Linked DNA regions of Mus musculus: region 2 is linked to region 1. The links are chromatin contacts, called in public promoter capture Hi-C maps. All regions are on one chromosome and are shown on one strand. The core of a region is the stretch at or near the end of the contact, and the rest is flanking DNA. Distances in the headings are between cores, read along the strand shown.

Evidence for each region. Promoter capture Hi-C pulls out the DNA fragments that hold promoters and counts their contacts.
Region 2: a promoter capture Hi-C map of liver shows a contact between it and region 1. The contact joins two enhancer-like sites. A contact is called at or near these places in 14 of 39 promoter capture datasets (the 3T3-L1 cell line, 3T3-L1-derived adipocytes, the C10 cell line and 8 more), 10 of 484 Hi-C or Micro-C datasets (the 3T3-L1 cell line, DN3 thymocytes, the HPC-7 cell line and 6 more), 4 of 115 datasets of contacts at active chromatin or transcription factors (differentiating embryonic stem cells, embryonic stem cells and extraembryonic endoderm stem cells) and 3 of 9 other capture datasets (adipose tissue, liver and pancreatic islet).

The regions. Positions count from the first base shown.
Region 1 is chr4:34,956,426-34,962,964 of GRCm38.p6, reverse strand. The region is part of intron 3 of Mob3b (MOB kinase activator 3B); the gene reads left to right. Among named protein-coding and RNA genes, the nearest start is that of Gm33620, 32 kb to the left of the region's middle. Within about 2 kb of position 3,279, at least 13 of the 459 cell types and tissues checked have an H3K27ac peak or open chromatin away from gene starts, as enhancers often do. A contact at or near this core is called in liver, where this site is marked.
Region 2 is chr4:35,131,930-35,138,468 of GRCm38.p6, reverse strand. The region is part of intron 1 of Mob3b (MOB kinase activator 3B); the gene reads left to right. Among named protein-coding and RNA genes, the nearest start is that of Ifnk, 17 kb to the left of the region's middle. Within about 2 kb of position 3,423, at least 11 of the 459 cell types and tissues checked have an H3K27ac peak or open chromatin away from gene starts, as enhancers often do. A contact at or near this core is called in liver, where this site is marked.

The DNA of each region.
Region 1 (6,539 bases), core at 2,030-4,529:
CAGCCTGCAGCCTAACGTTGGACCTGGCCTTCCCTGACATCATCTCTACCCACCTGAGGGAGAGACAACTTCCAGGCCACATGGTTAGCAAATAGCCACTTAAACCCCTTCTCCTTCTTCAGCCCAGGAAACTCTTCTCTTTCCTAGGAGTTGCTTTTTCTGCCATCCAGGTGGAATAGAAGCTTCCAAGACACCTAAGCAGGGCGTGGATGACCTGGAGTGCTCTGGGCATCCGAGTAGTGAAGGTACAAGGGCAGGGACCAGGCCTCTCCCAGGCTGCTCTGGTGAGAGGAATGTAGACCGTGAGGTCCTTGAAGACCAAATGCACAGCTGCTAGTACATCAAAGCAAAGAGATAGAGAGGATGTGGGGACTACTCGTATGTCTCTTTGGGCCTCAACTGTGTCTCCCTTGCCAATGTTGCTACAGAAACCGGCAGGAGCTGGGGAGTAATGCCTCTTAATCTTGTGTGCACACTGGAACGGCCGCAATGTAGCATGTCAGAGCAAGGACTTCTGGGTCCGTGGAACTAAGTGAAAAATCTGTTCTGATTTTATAGCACCCAAACTCACATCTGTCTATTGTCCTTGGTGCTTTAACACCAGTGTCCGTATTGTTGTCCTGTGTCAGAAGCACCCTTCCCCCATCTGTAGGCAGGAATGATCTCCCTCAGGCTAGTATGGATGAGTTTGGTACCACAGCATCTCTTGCTCATGCCAACTAAGTACTCCTCCATTGGCATTGCCAGGTCAGGAGGGACTTGCATTGGCTATAGGTAAGAGATGAGGTCACAGAAGACTGCAGGTCTACTGAGTATAGAAGCCTGGCCCAAGGGGAGTGGGTGTGGCCAGGAGCCAGCTGCAGGGGGAAAGTGGGTCAGTCTGTGTGGGGACCTCACCTTGGCAGCTCTGGGCCATAAGGGCAGAAATGGGGTTCTCAGGATGGTCAGTGATTTTAATCCACATGCTTTGGGGATGGAGGAGGGCTAGCACATAATAAAAGAAACAAACTGGTATAATCTGGACACAAGAAATAGACCATCTGAGATGAAAGGCTATCTGGTCTACCCTCTAACCAGAGGCCCCGAGTTTGCCATCAGAATGGAACTCTTCCTGGTTATGGAGTTCCATTTTGTTTTGTTACTAAGACAGGTAACAAAACAAAATGGAAAACTATATTCCCTGATTGGCCCAGAACTCACTGTGTAAACCAGCCCAGCCTTGTGACCACACAGAGTTGCCCCTGCCTCTGCTGGGATTAAAAGAAGACGCTAGGATTAAAGGAGTGAGCCACCAATGCCTAGCCGGTTACATGGTTCTGCGTCGCCTACAGCAATTCAGCAGCAGCGTCTGCAGTGTGCTTCTGCCACAGCTCAGGCCCTTTCCCAGAACTGAAACTGAAGCTGAGGAGGACGGGGGCCACATAGGCACCAGGGGCTGGGGATCCAGCACACAACAGTCCCTGGGAAAAAAAAGCCACACAGCAGGTCCCTGTGCTTTTAACATTTCATGTCGTTTCTGTGACCTCAAGAGTGTGTGAGAGCGGCAGAGATGGGGTATCCACCCGTCCCAAGTTTGCTGACAGTGAGTTTTTCCCTTTGAATCAAGTCTAGCATTGCATTGTGGACTTCTAACACTACCCTGTTCCAAACCATGGAGGTTTTGATGGCTACGATGGGAGCGGGGGCATCTTCTCAGGTTATCCTTACCATTTCCAGACCTAGATGTTCTTACACAGAATCTTCCACACTGGCCTTCCTTTCTGCTCTCTGTTCTCGCCCCTTAGTTGGTTCCACTGTTGCTAATATATGTCTTCCTCCATCGTCCTTCTTGTTCCTTACAGTTAGCAGAATGTAATGGAATTAAAAGCAAATGGGAGGCCGGGGGTGTAAGATGCTGTTGCTCTTGTATCCCTGGAGCATTTTAAACACCACTGATGTCCTAAGCTGCATCTCCCCCAAGTGGAGTAATAGGAACAGCATAGGGTTTGCTCGCTTACTGTTAAAGCAACTCAGTCCGGATTGAAAGCCACTAAGAAGCTAAGTGAGCTTGGGCACGCGGCTTAGGTTCAGAGCCAGTCTAATCTAGGTTAAGTTTTGGGGGAGGTGGACGGGTGAAGAAGACACTAGACTGGTTACTGAGGAACTCTTCTACGAGTTTATTAGAAGAGTTATTGTAACCATGGACAGACAGACAGACAGAATAGCAAATGTGCAGCAGAGGTTCCAAGGAAAGCCGAGGCCCCAGCACTAGAGAAGGAAAGCATGGCAGGGTTCTCTAGAGAGATTCAGAACCCACAGGACAGAGGAGGGAGAGAGCCCCTTAGACTTTGGGAGAGGACACAGCGGGAGCTGCAGCCAAGCTCTGATTCCCAGGCAGGAGGCAGGGAAGTAAGGTGATAGGATGTAAACTAGCTTTGGACTCACAATGCCAGACAACTTCCAGACCGGGGGGGGGGGGGGGGTGGGGGGGGGTGGGGGGGGGGTGGCGGTGATGATGATGACAATGATGGTGATATTTAAATCATAGAACTCATAGGAATTTGATTGATGGATGTCAAAATCATCTCTGCGAGCTCTCCAACAGAAGCCATTTTCAGTTTTGAAAGCTGAGGTCAGACGAGGAATTGTGCAACTTATGCAAAGCTTGGGTTGTTTTCTCCACCCTGTACCATAGCTACAAAAACTGGCAAAAGTCATTAAGGCAGCTTTCCTAAAGTGAAATGTGACTTCTCCTGGGTGTTCAGTTCCAGTCCCCCTTCCATTGCTCTTTACGTTACTAGAGCTCTTTTTTTAAAAGCAAGAAATAATGTGAATATTAAAAGTATCCAAAAAAAATCAGAGACTATGTCAAGGACAAAAAATATCAGAAATTGAAAGCACAAAACTAAGCATAATTTAACTTACCCAGCTATAACTCACATTAGACATAAACTGTATTTATAGCTGCCTCAAATCATATATACTGTGTAAGACTTGGAAACATATCCTTCATTGCACAGCAATATACACCAAGGTATACACAATACGCAATTCAGATTGAGGCTGATTGTGTAATGAATTTCAGTGTTAGCAGAAAGCCAGGCAACGGGGACCCAGAATGGAGTGAATAACACTTTCGGAGAGTCACGTAAAGAGTGAGAATTTGCCAAGCACAGAAGAAATGGAGACATTTACTGGGTAGAATCAACAGCCAGGGAGAAACTCCAACACACCAGGCTTGTGGAAATCGGGAAGCTGGTCGGCCTGGCTGTCTGTAAGGTGCAGCCTGTGACCAGAGGGTGGTGGGACCCGCCCTGGCCAGCTTCCTCTCCCAGGCCGCAGACTGTGGAAGTTGGTGAAGGCTGTGGAGAATGAGTCTGACTGGGGTGGCAGATCCAAAGCCTGCCTTTATTTCTTCCATAGGAGTACCACTGAGAAAAATGTTTAATGTTCTAAGTTAGCATTATTACAAACCTGTTAGTAGGTTCCCCCTCCCCCTCATGTCCCCCATCCCCCTTGCTACTCCTGGTCCTCGCTTTACCTCCTCCCCCAGTCCCTTTCCTCCTCGTGGTCTCTCTTCTAGCCACTTGGACTTTATCCACATATATGTATGTGTTCGCGTGCGCGCACTCACACACAGACATTTATACATTACAGGCTAAGATCTGCATGTAGAGAGAGCATGTGGCTTTTGTCTTTCTTTTTTTTTTTTTTTTTTTAAGATTTATTTATTTATTTATTTATTTATTTATTTATTTATTTATTATATGTAAGTACACTGTAGCTGTCCTCAGACACTCCAGAAGAGGGAGTCAGATCTCGTTACAGATGGTTGTGAGCCACCATGTGGTTGCTGGGATTTGAACTCCTGACCTTCGGAAGAGCAGTCGGGTGCTCTTACCCACTGAGCCATCTCACCAGCCCGGCTTTTGTCTTTCTGACATCTTGTTTAATTACATCCCAGTCCATCCATCCATCTTCCTACAAACGTCATAATGCCATTTTTACAGCCGAATGAGATTCCATATAGGCTCTGTATTTCCATTCTCTCTTCGTGTGTTGGTGGACATCTGGGCTGGTTCCATTTCCTTGCTGTTGTGAATAGAGCAGCAATGGACATGGGTGAGCATACATGGTAAGGTAAGTGTATATGCCCAGGAGTGGAATAGCTGGGTCCTAAAATATTGAGATACTTTTCAGGCTAAGTATGCTGAGAATAGTCTCTTGTCAGACTTTTAAGAAATCTCCCCTGCAGAAAGCATCCTAAGCCTGCTTCAGGTTTGAGTAACCTGCCTTATACGTGCTGCGTTCCCAGTCCACTCTCTGAGAAAGACACTGAGCCTGCCGCCCCCCCCCCCCCCTTGAGGAAGGAATGGAGAAATGAATGTCTTTGGTTATGTTAGATTAGCCTTGAGGAGCACTATGTTTATGGCTGGAGACTATCTCTTTAAATGGTTTCATAGCGCCACCAAGTGGCAACGAAGTAGAATGCAGCCTTACAACCTTGGGGCTTCTGTGTGGGGGGGGGGGTGTGTGGGGTGTGTGTGTGTGTGTGTGTGTGTGTGTGTGTGTGTGTGTGTGTGTGTGTGTAAATTCACTCATCCTTACCCCAAAGGGCAGGCCTCCCAGGAATATCAAGGAAGCATGGCATATCAGGTTGCAATAAGACTAGGCACCTCCCCTCATGTTAAGGGTGTATAAGGCAACCCAGTCACAGGAAAAGAGGGCCCGTGCTTTTTAAAATTGAGTGTGAGTGCCTGGCATGCGTGCGAATGCCAGAGGACAACTTGAAGGAGTCAGTTCTCTCCTCGCACCAATGTGAGTCTAGAACGTAAGGTTTTTCAGGTGTGGCAGCAATCGCTTTAACCTGCTGAGCCATCTTGCCAGTCCACACCTATAGATCTGCAAAGGTTAGACCCAAGAATAATGTTCTTCAGTTTGTGAGCTGTCATTAAAACCCTATTTCCCTGTAGGAATTAGAGAGCTCAGAAACAGCTTTTCTTCTGCTCGTTGGGCTCACACTATGGTTCCGAAAGCCCCGTCCCATACTAACTCCTCAAAGCCTAACTCAAGGGCCTTGGATCTGTTCACTCTCTCTCCGCTCTTTTCAAAAAAAAAAAAAAAAACCTCTTCTGTGTTAAGCATACATACTCTAGGAAACATAACTGACTTAAAGCTTTTCTCTACGGCAACTAATCATTCCAACTGATATCAGTCTACTGAAGAAAGCAGTACCACTAGCATTCGAAAATTACCTGCAACCATCTATAATTAATGTATAAGTCAATGAATTTCCAAGTCATCATATCTACTGCTGGCCCAGTGGCTTTTGCGAGTCACTCCTCTCCCTCCAACCTCCTGCCTGGCCAGTACAGTGCACATTCATCTCTCCAGGTGTCAGCCCCGGTTGCAGGATGTTCCTGCAGTTCCCCAGGTAAGAGCAGAAGGGACCTCCTTGGCCTCTTACAACCCTGCTTAGGCTGCCATTCACCTCAAACAAACTGGTTTGGCTCCAAGACTAGAATTCTTCTGGTAGACAGTTGTGGCTCCCTCTCAGAGCTCTGTGTACATAATGACGCGGCCGCCCAAAGCACAGCACGTTCCGTGGGCTCTTCGCAGGGGCTCCTTCCCGTCTGTCTCAGAGCACTGATCATTGCAGATAGTCATGGAGTCAGCTATAAACCCGAAGTCATGTTTATCCTTGGAATTACCCTCTTCCTTTCCAATACACAATCTGCTGTCAGACGTTAACTCAGAATACGAGAACCTGCAGTTTTGATTTTCATGCCCTTGCTTGTTTATACCCCAGGCTAGCCTCAGCCTCCTAAATATTGGGATAACAGTTGTTGTACCACCATGCTGAGTTCACAAGAACCACTGGAGACTCTCGATGGGAAGAGCAGATTTCTCTTATGCTTGGAGTGGCTATTTCCTTTCCTCGCAGGAGGCGCATGGGTCTTTCTTTGCTGTTCACACCCTGCTATGGTCAGGAGCTCTCTGCTCCAGCATAGCAACACCCAATCCCTGAGCCAGTCTCACCTCTCTGCTGCCACAGCTCAGTCCCCTCTACCTCTAAAGCTCAGATCCATATCAGAGTGTGTATTAACAGAAAACTCTTCCTAGAAAACACTTCATGCCGGCGCGGAGTGACTGGTGTCGGGTTTGTGCTTCTGAACCACACAGGAAGGAATCAGAGAAGGGGGCTGAGGTGTATGGCATCCATGCATAGATCAGTGCATTTAACCTGCCCCTGAGCCACTCACTCACTCACACACTACACTGGACAGGTGAAGAGACTGAGAACCTGTGGCTTACTCGATTAAGCAAACATTTATTGAACCTGATTATCAGGCACTGGGGATACAAGGGCCAACGGCGGCCGGCACAGTCCATAGGATCTAACCTGGGATGCCCCAAAGAGCAGAAATGAAAGGCTTTTCTGTAGGCACAATGTCATTGTCCGCAGCGGAAAGTCTGCCCTTCTAGGCTGATTTCCCTATCCCACGACAATCCAGACACAGCACTGTAATGTTTAAGAATCTCCTGTCTCAAGTTTGTAT
Region 2 (6,539 bases), core at 2,174-4,673, 180 kb before region 1:
AGCTCAGTAGGACACTGGAACCTGCGTCAAAGACCCAACCCTGTGACTGTGAGACCTCTCACGCATGGTTCCAGGGAGTGGCTGGGATCACTTCTGCCTTATGTGGCAGGCCAAATGGGCACCGCCACTCAGTGAGGTGAGCCAAGACTAGGTCTCTTCAGGTCTCTCTGCACAATGGACTGTGAGTGGCAAGAAATTCAGGCACCGGGCTGCAGAGATCAGCTGTGTGCAGGCCCAGAAGCATCCTGTAATTAAAATGGGGGAGGGCATACTGCGGTTTTTCTTCCTCCCTCTCTCCCTCCCCCACTTCCTTCCTTCCTGTTCTCTCTTTCTTTGCCCACTGGGTTTTGTTATGCGTTTTCATTCACATCTTGTTTTTGTTGACCCTTGTCCCAAACCCCCTTCCCTCAAGCCCCTCCCCTCCCTGCTTGTCCTCTTCCTCCTCAAAGTAGCCCCAGCTCCACTATAACCCTCTCTGCTCTCCTCATGTCCTTTAAGATCTCTTTCACCTTCCATGGTCCATTTTGTAGTTTCATGACCTGTAACCCACCCAAACACACACACAACTAAAACCTGGAGTTTGCACAGGATAGAAAACATGTAGACTTTGGCTTTTCTGAGTCTGGAATATTTTGCTTAATATATATATATATATATATATTTCTTAGTTCCATCCATTTTCCAGCAGATTCATAATTTCATTGTTTTCTTTATGGCTGAATGACATCTCATAGAGCGTCTTTTCCTTCTCCAGCGGCCTGACGATGGACAGTTGGCTACTCTGGTTTCCTGCATACTGTGAATAGTGCAGCACTAAGTGCAGATGTGAGCTCTGTCTATGGTAGAGCTTCGGATATGTGCCCGTAAGCTAAGCCATACGGTAGTTGCCTTTTTGCTTCTTTGAGATCGCTCAACACTGATTTCCATAATGGCTGCACCAGCTTCTTATATTGATTGCCACATATGTCTTTCTCCTCACATTTTCTCAAGATTCACTGACTTTCCTTTTCCAAGTTTTTTTTTTTTTAATCGTGTGACGTGTGGAGGAAGTCATCCGTGGGCTGTTAAACATGTCAGCATCACAGGCAGTTGTGATGTGCCCGTGTTAGTGCTGAGAACTGAACTTAGATCTCTGGAAGAGTGGTGCAGACTCTAACCACTGAGCCACCTTTCTAGTCTCGTTTGTTCTCTTGGTGATGATGCCCCCTCCACCTCAGTGGAACGACAAGAGCGTTTTCACTGGTGTTTCTCTCAGATAAGATTCTGAAAGCTTTTCCATAGCCTTGTGTTTCGCCTCTTGAGAACTATCTGTTTATTTCCCAGACCCATTATCAACTTGACGATGTAGGTGCTTTGCTATGTTTAATTCTGGCAGTTCTGCTAGATATTAATGCTCCTTTGTAATAAAACAGGCCACGATGTTTTTTCCTATTCTGTAGACCATTTTCTCACCGTGCTGATAGCTTCCTCTGCTAGGAAGAAAATTTTAAATTCATCCAATCTCATTTGTCAGTTCATGGGATTATTTGCTGTGCTATTGAAGCTTTGTTCACAAAGTTCTCGCTGTCTTGTTTCTGAAGCTACTGCAAATGGGGACTTCTTCCTCAGAACGTTTATTTTTGGTATACATGACTCTTGTGTGCTGACTTTTTTGCACCCCCATATCTTTGCTGACGGTATTTATTATCAGATCTAAAACAGAAGCTGTGAGTTACCAAGGAGTTGCTGCTCTGACAGGCCTGAACCTGCTGGCTCTTGGGAGGAATGTGGAAGTCTTTGGGATGTTGGATTAGGAAAATGGTGGGACACTGTAAGTGGGGCTCAGTGAGCCATCGAATAGGCGCTAGGGGCAATGTGGGTTGTAGGGAACTGGCTCAAGGAGTTTCAGAGGGAAACTATTAGCAACCAGGCTTGAGACCATTCTAGTAACATTTTGGCAAAGATTGTGGCTGCTTTTTGCCCTTGTCCTCAGAATCTGGCTGAGGCTAAAATACAAAGCAATGAACTGATGGCAGTCGGTGGAGATTTCCAGACAGTCTAGTATTGTCCCTGACATGCAGTGATTATTGATCACCCTTATGCAGTTCTACAACGAAAACGGGGCAAGTGAGGCAAAAAGAAATACAGAATGCTACAGTTTGAAAAGTAGCAGCCGGAAGTGTGACGTTGGAGTCAAGGCTTGAGTTGGAAGAGAAAAGCCCTGATTCAAACTAGAATAAAGAGAGTGGTGCCCTTAGGGCAAGACCCCATCCAGCTAAGTTTCCAGCTTGTAAAAAGCAAAGGCCTGAGGTATTTTCTTCCCCCTCCCCCACCAGCACAAAACAGTAAAGGTTTAGCAGAATCTTCCTCCAAGGTTAAGGAGAGCTGCTGAGGCCAGGCTAGTGGCTGGGGCCTGACATGGAGTCCCAGAGAGGTCAATGCAGGAAGCTATGAAAAGAGACACCAAGATGTTACAGGTGCCAGAGCCATGGGATGCTTGCCAAGGAGAGCTGCACACGGGCATAGAACCATCCCAAGAGAAATAAGTGTGTTTTAGTTGCAACGTTGGAGGGGGTCGGGGGAGCCATCTCAGCCCTCTAGACAAGAGATGTGGAGTTCCAGGATTTGGAGTTTGCCATGCAGGGTTTCCGTCTTATGAAATATTCTGTGTGTGTGTGTGTGTGTGTGTGCTCAAGACAAGGTCTCCCTATGTAGCCTTAATTGTCCAGGAACTTACTTTGTAGATCAGCCTGGCCTTGAACTTACAGAGATCTGAGTGACTTTTCGTCCCTTCTACAGCTGACTAGGAACCAGTAGTTCTTAATATATGAATCTATTTGGTTTTTTTTTTTTTTTTTTGCTGAGTGAAGAAATGTATCTTAGGCGAGAAAGGAGCATTGGAAAAAACCCACATTAATCTGTCATTTGACAATTGCCTTGTGTGACACGACCTACACAGGTCGATCTTTCTCATACGTGCCACCCATCTTACCATCACGCTGGCATACGTGGTGCTCATCCTTGCTAACCCAAGGTCAGGGTTTGACCGTGTGACAGGCAGGCCCCCTGGGTCACATGGACCTGGAGTTCATTGCTGTTGCTGGAGTGATGGAAAGATTAGAATTTTAGGAGAACTGGACTCTATTTCTGTGAAACGTCTGACTTCAGCAAACAGCAGCATTGGCCCCATTCGTCACCCCCACTCCTCCATTCATTTAGGCCAGATGTTTTCTGTTTTAAGTATCCACACTGATATTGCTCTTCTGCCTACAGGAATGGTCTTAGGAGAAAATGTAAGCTCTATATCATTTTCAGGCTGTCCATCTAGAATTCCAATTTGATTTTCTGTTTGCATTTATTGCAGGCGTCTGATCCCTGTACTCTTCGTGTTTTCTGCACGAGTTAATAATTCAACATACTTTTAACAGGGTCATTTATTTTTAGAGAAATGGCCTTTGAAATGGAGGAATAAACATCTTGATTTCTTACATCCGCTGACACAGGCCTCTTCAAGTTTAGAGCTAAGCTTCGTAAACCTTTTCTACTTGTGACCTTGTTTGCCCAAGAAATCTTTACACAACCCCAGGTATACAGAAATACACAGTAGGCATGAAACTGAGATCTTTTTACGTAGCATTATAGATAGTAAAGCTGGAAGGGAAGCAAATTTGCACCGATGAGATATGGGTGTGTTCATTTCATGTAAAGAATTAGATCGTGGGTGGATATCTGAGTCTGTAATACGAGGAACATCGCACGTTGATGCCACTTCACATAAACATACAACACAAAATGGCTGAAGTATGCTTAGGGCCCTTTCAGAAGCTGTTGGCCGATCGATCCGAAGCTCTAATTTCTAATCTCAAAATGTCTCTAGCAGGTTTTTAAAGGAAATGCAAGTAAGCTACCCAAATAGCATTTTAAAAATCAAATCTTACAGAATCCAACCCCGAAGATGTACTGATTGCTGCTTGCATACTGAGGGATGATGGCAAGAAAAAGTTAAACGCCGTTGCTTTCTAGACTTCCATCACCGTGTTTCTGTAAAAGCAGGGAATTCTGTGTGCGCAGCCGCAGTTCATAGCAAGCGGTGCTCTGGAGTCTGAGCGACTCCGGGGAAACAGCACACAGTGTGAAGTGAGCATGCTCTGCGTCCATTACCAAGGCCCTAGTGACGCCATGCGCATGACTGAGTGCCACCAGCATCCCTGATTCATTGTGTATTTGATTTTGGGTCACGGTGTGTTCAGAAACCTCTTATTTTTGCCAAATTTTCCCATGACACGCCCCCTCAATGCTCCCTGATATCCTGCCAGGGATCATGGGGTAGCCTTTATACATTGCTTTCTTAGCCCCTGATCCTACTGCTCCAAAAACCAGATTGCTAAGATTACAGTCATTTACCACAATTGGCTGGACATGACTTATTTTTAAAAAAATTTTTTTTTAACTTTTTATTGATTCTTTGCGAATTTCACACCATTCACCCCAATCCCGCTCATCTCCCTATCCCTTTGCATATATGCCCTCTGCCCTTGCAACCCCCCCCCAATAAAATAAAGTAAAATAAGATAGAATAAAAAAAATCTTGTCGTGGGATCTGTACTGTGTGACACACATCTTTCCTTGCAAATGCTCATTGCAGTGAGTCATTGGTTTGTTGGAGGCCTCTGGCTTCTGCTGCCCTATCAAAACTGGATCCTCACCAGGACCCCTCTCGGATGTCCTGCCGTTGCTCTGTGTAATGGAGAACGCAGCTTTGGGTCTGCAGGACCAGCTCTTTAATGCTCCAGCAGATCATAGATGGGGTAGATGTTGGGGTAAGCCAACTCAAAGACCTGGATCTGGGCCTGGGAGGTAGCTGAGTTTGTAAGCCTGCCAGCTGTCCTGTGTCCTTAATAAGCCACCAGGGCTAGCTGCCCCAGCTGGCTCACCTGATGCCGCAGTCAGTAAGTGACCATAGCTATCAGCTCTCCTGCTGTCATGCCCTGGGGCCAGCTCACCATTTGTCACCAGGGCCAGCTCCATGATGCTGCCAGGCAAGGTTTATGACTACAGACCACCCCAAACCCTGGCAGTAGCATGGACCTGGATGTCCCCATGGCCTTGGGTGGTAGCTCAGGCTACTTAGATCAGCTAGCACTCCCCACTCTCCACCCCCAGACAACAGGGACCTTATATATCCAAATGGTTCTCCAGTGTCAGCCCAGATCACAGACCTACACTTGGCCTTTGGTGGTAACTCTGGCCACAGACATTGAGACAGACCCCCAGCTGCAGCAGGACCACAGACCCAGGCATGGCCCTTGATGGTAGCCCAGGCCAGGACCTCACTGTGGCCTCCTCATATATGTTCTTCATTGCCGTCAAGTCTCTGGTCCCACCTTCTCCATGGTGTCCCAAACTCTCAGCTTCTCCTCTTCCATCTCTCCACATGGACTCCATCTTTCCTGTCTCCCCATCATACATTTATCCATCATAGTGGCACCTGTGGCAAGTGCTTGGGTGCCTTTCTTCTGGCCACCCCGGGTTGGTGTGGCTGGGGCAGGCACTTGGCTGTCTTTCTTCTGGCCTCGGTCTCAATCGTCTTTTTAAATTTTATGTGTATGAGTGTTTGTCTATGCATCATGTGTGTGCCCGGTGCCTTCAGAAGGACATGACTTTTAATTAAAACGTCTTCCTTTTTAATTGTGTGAGGGCTTCCTTTCATACGTGTATGCAAGGCGTGTTGATTAAATCGACCCTCCATCACCTCCTCTCCAGTTCCTCCCCTGTCTCCTACCTCCTTTATGAATTTTTTTGGTTTGGGTTTCATTTTTAACTTACTGAGTCTATTTAGTGATGCCTGTCTGCGCGTTGGAATGGGACCGGCTGCTGGAGCACGCGCAGCCAGCCTTGTCAAGGCACTGGATCCCTGTCTTACGTTACTTTTCTTTTTTAGAGATTTATTGATTATAGTAAGTACACTGTAGCTGTCTTCAGACACTCCAGAAGAGGGCATCAGATCTCATTACAGATGGTTGTGAGCCACCATGTGGTTGCTGGGATTTGAACTCAGGACCTCCGGAAGACCAGTCAGTGCCCTTAACCTCTGAGCCATCTCTCCAGCCTGTTACTTTTCTATTGCTCTGAAAACACCAGGGCCAGAGTAACTTCTAAAAGAAAGCATTTAATGTAGGGCTATCGATTCCAGAGGGTTAGAGTCATGACCATCATGGAAGGGAACATGGCAGCAGGAAGGCAGGCATGGAGCTAGAACAGCCACTGAGAGCTCACATCCTGATCTTCAAGCAGGAACAAAGAAGGAATGAGACTGGTAACGTATGAGCTTTTGAAACCTCAAAGCTGGCAGCTAGTGACACACCCCTCCAACAAGGCCACGACTCCTAACGATTTCCAAACACATCTACCAACGGGAGACCAAATGATCAAGTTTATGAGCCTATGAGGGCCATTCTTATTCAAACTACCATAATCCCATAAGAAAATTGACTCTCCTTTTATTCTCCACCCCACCCTCACCCCCAAGCAACCATGATTGCCACTAGCCTCTCAGCTAG